Regions from separate parts of the Mus musculus genome. Here region 1 is linked to region 2. The links are chromatin contacts, called in public ChIA-PET maps. All regions are on one chromosome and are shown on one strand. The core of a region is the stretch at or near the end of the contact, and the rest is flanking DNA. Distances in the headings are between cores, read along the strand shown.

What was found. ChIA-PET counts read pairs in DNA pulled down with a chosen protein or histone mark.
Region 1: a contact with region 2 is called in an RNA polymerase II ChIA-PET map of effector CD8 T cells, with 25 read pairs. The contact joins the promoter of Mitd1 here to the enhancer-like site in region 2. A contact is called at or near these places in 1 of 39 promoter capture datasets (cranial neural crest) and 5 of 115 datasets of contacts at active chromatin or transcription factors (bone marrow-derived dendritic cells, bone marrow-derived macrophages, effector CD8 T cells and 2 more).

What each region holds. Positions count from the first base shown.
Region 1 is chr1:37,888,708-37,891,715 of GRCm38.p6, forward strand. It overlaps Mitd1 (MIT, microtubule interacting and transport, domain containing 1), which reads right to left and starts at 1,704. Exons shown (of 7, transcript NM_026913.3): 1 at 1,453-1,704. The coding sequence starts at 1,603. Mrpl30 (mitochondrial ribosomal protein L30) reads left to right here and starts at 1,770. Exons shown (of 6, transcript NM_027098.3): 1 at 1,770-1,877.
Region 2 is chr1:37,477,226-37,479,925 of GRCm38.p6, forward strand. All of the region lies in intron 5 of Mgat4a (mannoside acetylglucosaminyltransferase 4, isoenzyme A), which reads right to left. Among named protein-coding and RNA genes, the nearest start is that of Gm39627, 25 kb to the right of the region's middle. Within about 2 kb of position 1,351, at least 101 of the 459 cell types and tissues checked have an H3K27ac peak or open chromatin away from gene starts, as enhancers often do. A contact at or near this core is called in bone marrow-derived dendritic cells, bone marrow-derived macrophages, effector CD8 T cells and 1 more, where this site is marked.

The sequences.
Region 1 (3,008 bases), core at 454-2,953, 410 kb after region 2:
ACCCCCTGGCTGGTGGTCCTGGGTTCTATAAGAGAGCAGGCTGAGCAAGCCATGATGAACAAGCCAGCCTGCAAGCAGCACTCCTCCATGGCCTCTGCATCAGCTCCTGCCTCCAGGTTTCTTCCCTGTTTGAGTTCCTGTCCTGACTTCCTTCAATGATGTACTACAATGTGGAAGTAAATAAGCCCTTTCCTCCCCAGCTTACTTTTGGTCATGGTGTTTCATCCCAGCAACAGAAACCCTAACTAGGACAGCAAGCTAAAAAAAAAAAAGAGAGAGAGAGAGAGAGAGAGAAAAAAAAATTTTTAAGTGGAGGTATTCTCTGTGGATAGATAAAGCTGCTCCCAGAAACACAACTTACTAAACAAATAAATAGGAAAAATAAATAGATAGATAGATAGATAGATAGATACACCCCAGTGCTGAGAGTGGGCTGTGAGTTCCCCCCAAACAATACAGGATTGCCCCTGCTTTTGGATGTCCATCAAAACTCATTCATAAGACCCTATTGCTAAAGATGCCACATGCCTTGACCACAGGTCGAGAACAAACTGGAGCTGGTTGAAAGCGTCCTCCTTGTTGGATAGTACCACGGTGTTGGATGGTGCTACTCAAGCTGCTGGGGGAGAAATGTCTTACTCAGCCACTCCCTCTGTTAAAACCAACCATCTGGGAAAGATGAGCCCATTGGCGCAATCGTGGTAAATGTGGTACCCAACTGCTTTCTGATTGGATGTGAAGTCTGCTTGACAAGAGGGACTCTCATCTGGTACTTTATACCTAACTAAAAATCAAGACTGTGGCGGTCCTAGGCCCTAGGGGCCGTACTACTACTGCTGTAGTTTTATTAAATCAACATGATGTATCTGCCAAACTGCCCTCTACCTCATTATGTTTATGCCCATAGAGCAGTGCTGTAGTCCACATGGTCAGAGAAGCCTCTTCCACCAGTACCGGGTAGTGACTGCAGAGACTGACAACTGGTTGGTGCACATAGAATAAATGGCCGTGGAATGCACCCCCATCTTGAGAATGAATATATAATCATTGATGGAGGAGGGAGAGACAATTTAGTCAGTGCTGTAGTCGCTGGTAACGTGCACATAGCTCTGTAAACAAACTTCCACCCTAGTGAAACTCAATGGATCATAGTTGGGGTGAGGGCAGGAAGGTGAGCCAGAGGAAGGAGAAAAATCATGTCACAAACTGACAACAACGAAGAATAAAATTGATTCAAACGCAAGACCTATCAAGCCTTATAGATTATATTTGGTTATGCCTCTTATGGTCCTTAGCGATAACATCGGTCTATTGCAAAGGCCACCACCTCCGTTGTCCTGCAGATTATCAGAATATAACTCCTGAATTTGAATGCTTCCTGGTAGTTAGTAAGTTTCGTTTTCTTAAGTTTCCGCTCAGTCCCAGACAGAGCGGAAACCGAAACTCGCTCACCTTTCAGAACCTGCAAGAGCATGTCAATCCCCTCCTGGTAACACACCAGAGCCTGCTGGTACCGGGACTCTGCATCCAGCTCTACTGCCCGCTTTAGTACCGCCACCGCCGCAGTGCTATCGGAATCCTGTCCCAGGCTGGACTTAGCCATCACTGTGACAACTCCTGGGCACCGCCAGCAAATTCCAAGAGCTGACCCACTGCGCTTCCAGGAAGCGCACGCGTGACGCCGCTGCGCCTGCGCTGTCTTCTATGGCGCGTTGTGAATGGGCCGGGACAAAAAAAAAAAAAAACCTTTCCCGGAACCAAAGAACCGTACGGTCTGTGACGGCAACGGCGTGGTTTGAATGTTGCACTGGGTCCACCTGCCTCTGTTCCTCTCCTTCCGGCTGCGGGGACGTTCGGAGTGGACACAGCGGTCGCCGGTGAGTGCGGTCGTGGGAGCTAGAGGCTCTCTCTGCAGTTACGAAATGACTTTCTTTCTGTTTCGAGTTGGAGGTCCCGCAGACCTATTTCTTGATCTTCTGAAAGCAGCCAGGTTGTCACTTTATTCGAGTCGTGCTGCGACGCGCGTGTCTCTGAGAGTCTCACTCGTGTAGATCTAGGTCCGAGCCATCCAAGCGTCAGTGAAATTTATTATTTTTTTTTAAGAAGGCAAAACTTGCTTAATTTTAAGATGTTGCGATTTTAGAGTGCTGAGTTTTTGGAGTTGCTGTTTATTAAAGACAGTGATTTTGCAGGCCCCTGTGATTGTCACTTGTTAAAGCAGCTGCTTTTGGTGGCTGAGAGGCCGTTATGACGGCTGCCTACTACCTTTACGTCCTGGGAATTCGAAGAAGAGAGACATTTGTTGATTTCAGAGAACGCGGTTGATTGCACGGGAAATTCAGTGTTCTGTATTTTCAGGAATGTTCACTCCTCGTTATAGATATATACCTTGACCCTTTAGAAAGAGAAATTAATTAAAGAACCACTTACGAGCTGGTGTTGTAGTTTAGGGGTAAAGAGCTGTTTACGTGCATAACCATTGTAAAAAAGCAAAACAACAACAAAACTCCAGCAAACCTTTCGGGGTGAGGGAGAGGAAAAATGGTTTTGGCAGCCTTTTGTTTTTCTGTGTATACTCATATATTAACATATTAGAAAATAGAAATAGGTTATATATCCCATGTGATAAATGGTATTTTTCAGTTTATTTTTATGTGTATGGGTGTTTTGCCTGTCATATCTACACCATGTGCGTGTAGTGCCCATGGAGGCCAGAAGATAGTCAGATCCCCTGGAACTAGATAGAGTTAAAAAAACATTTGTAAGCTTCCAGGTGGTCACCGGGAATTAAATGTGGGACCTCTGGAAGAGCAGCCAGTGCTCATAACTGCTGAGCCATGTCTCCAGCCCCATTTTTCTGGTATTTGCAACAGTACAGAGGAAAGTTGTTGTACAGTAGATGGCAGTATAATTGCTTCAAGGTCCAAAAGCTACGCACATAAGAATAATGCCTACTGTATTGAAATGAGTTGCAGCTCAGAGCACTTATATTCTGTATGCAAGGCTAT
Region 2 (2,700 bases), core at 101-2,600:
ATGGCCGTGTTGACTGAAGCAAAGTCCTTTCTCTGTTCTCATCAACAATAATCTGGAGGTGTGGTTGAGGCTAGCCCATCAATGATCATCTGGATGTGTAGCCGAGGCTAGCCCACTGGGACTCTGAAGACAAAACTTTAACCCTAAACTCTAGTAATTTTACCAACTCAACCTACTAAACACCTCTATGAAAATATGTCATGCAAGCATACAGGCAGGATCCATTTCCTCTGGGCGCACATGAAGCACAGAAGCCAACAAACGAGTACTGAGAAGGCTGAAAGGGACACCACCACGTAAATGGTGTTCTCTGACTACAGAGGGTTTGAAGTGGAGATTGGTTAACAGTGGGGATTGTGAGAAATTCTCAAATAGGTAAGAATGTAAAAACACATTTCTACGTAACCCATGGGTCAAGGGAAAAAATTACATAGGAACTTAGAAAGTATTCTGATCTGAATGAGAAAACCAGGGGGCATGTATGGGGTGCAGGGGCTGGGGAGATGGCTCAGCAGTTAAGAGCAGTGACTGCTCTTGCAGGGGACCTGTGTTTGGTTCCTGGCAACTATACCAGGCAGCTCACAACCATCACCTATAACTCCAGCTCTGGGGCGATCTGCCACTTCTGGCCCCTGCGGGTACCACACATGTGGTGCACACTCCCATTCATAGTCATTCACATCCACCCTCCTTCTCTTTAAGCTTAAAAAAAAAAAAGAACTTGAGATATAGTTAACATGGTTCTTAGAGGGAGCTTATAGCTTTGAATTGCTTACATTGCTAAAGAAAAAAAAAACCCCACCCATCATCTCTGCGTGCATCTTTTTAGGAACAAAGCAGCAGAAAAGCAAAACTGAAAGAACTGTGGCTGTGAATGCCACAGAGACAAGACAGAGTCACAGGGTCTGTGTCTCCTCCTCCTGCCAGCTACCCTGAGCCCCAAGACTTCTGAGGTCTCAGAGGTGAAAAAATGCAAACAGAACTCAGGGAATGGAGCCAGGACAGACATTCACAGCCAGGATAGATATCGGAGAGCCAACGGTAGTGCTGCACGGACTGCTCAGCAATCTGTACATCAAATTAGGAGTTAATCTCCCCCCGAAAACAGAGAGCCATCGTGACAGAAAGAAATACTCTTGTACAAATTTCAGATCGGGGAATTTATCTGTCATTGTCCCCAGCACCTGCTTCACAGTGGTACTTCAATAAACACTCATTCAACAAGAGAAAGAGTCTGAGAAAACATAATTCCAGTGAGTGAGAGCCGTGGCTGAGGCTGGCAATATGCCTCATGTACTTCAGGGGAGGAAAGGTTTAAAACTGCACAGGCGACTAACCTCACCCAAAGCACACAAAGTGAGAATCTAACAGGAAAGACTGAGCCTTAGAAAGCTTTGGAGTGGTTAAGACAGTCAGCAGGCGTCCCCAAGTTCCTTCCTGGAAATCACACAACCGTTATCAATGAGACGCAGATACAAGAACCACCCGCTTCACTCTGAAATATTAACAACTGAAATTCCCAGACTCTCGAGGGCATGGCTTTGTCTCATGACCAGAGGTGACAAGCAAGAAGAGCTCTGTGGCTGAAGGAAAGTTGGCAAGTTTATTTTTGTAAAATAGTAGTAGTAGAAGTAGTAATATAATTATCGCCCAGGTGCCTAGAACACAGCTTTATCCCCTGTCAGCCAGTAGCCTAAAAGCCCATACCCTCAGTGACTCATAAAAATACAAGTAGAATACAAAGTAATAAGAAAAAAGGTTTCTGAGTAGAGTCTATCAACAAACTCACTGAGAGAAGAGAGAGGACAGAGGGAGGTGAGGGGACGGAGAGGACGAAGGAAAAGAAACTTGCAGTCAATGACTTGACCATTGCCTTAAGGAAAAGAACAAAGAAAACCACACTCAACTGAAGATGTTGCCATAGAGACGTCACTGCAATGATTCTGAAGGTGTTTGGAAACACAAAGGGCTTCAACGTCTGAAGCAATCCTGAGCAGACCAAAACTGTAGGACCAGACTGTGCGGCGGCGTCAGTACTTCCCACCAACCTACAGGAGGCGGTGAAGTGCTGGCATGAGGTTTAGCTCCAAATCCAGATAATGAAATACAACAGGAAACACACACACCTAACAGTCACTGAATTTTCAATAAATATGTCAGAGAGGTCACGGTGTTCACAGTGTTCTCTCAACACGAGCAACTGGGTTAATGAATGGGTGATGGTCGGAACTTTCACATTACCTTATACCTCGACAGAAGCTAACTCAATGGGGCATAGTCATAATGTAAAAGTTAAAAGTATGACCATTTTCAGGAGGATCACAGTGGGCAGGGCTCTCTTACATCACTAAATAATCAAGAAAAATGCACCCACATACATGTCCACAGGTCAACTGGATGGACGCAAACCTACCAACTCCGGTTCCTACTTCCAAGTACATAAGTTTGTTTCAAGTTGACAAAAACTAACCCTGACAGTCTATGGGACAGTTGTAGGAGAAGCTTAGCTGAGTTTTTCTCAATCAAGACAGGAGGAAGAACATCCAAAGGACAACAGTGTTTGCCGAACACTGATAACTGCAGCATGAAGCCAAAACAGGATATGAAGAGAAGAAGGGAAGGGAATACACCAAACCGGTGTAGAAAGCGGGACAAACCTAACAGAGCAGGGGCAGCGTCACACAGCACCACACAGCCATC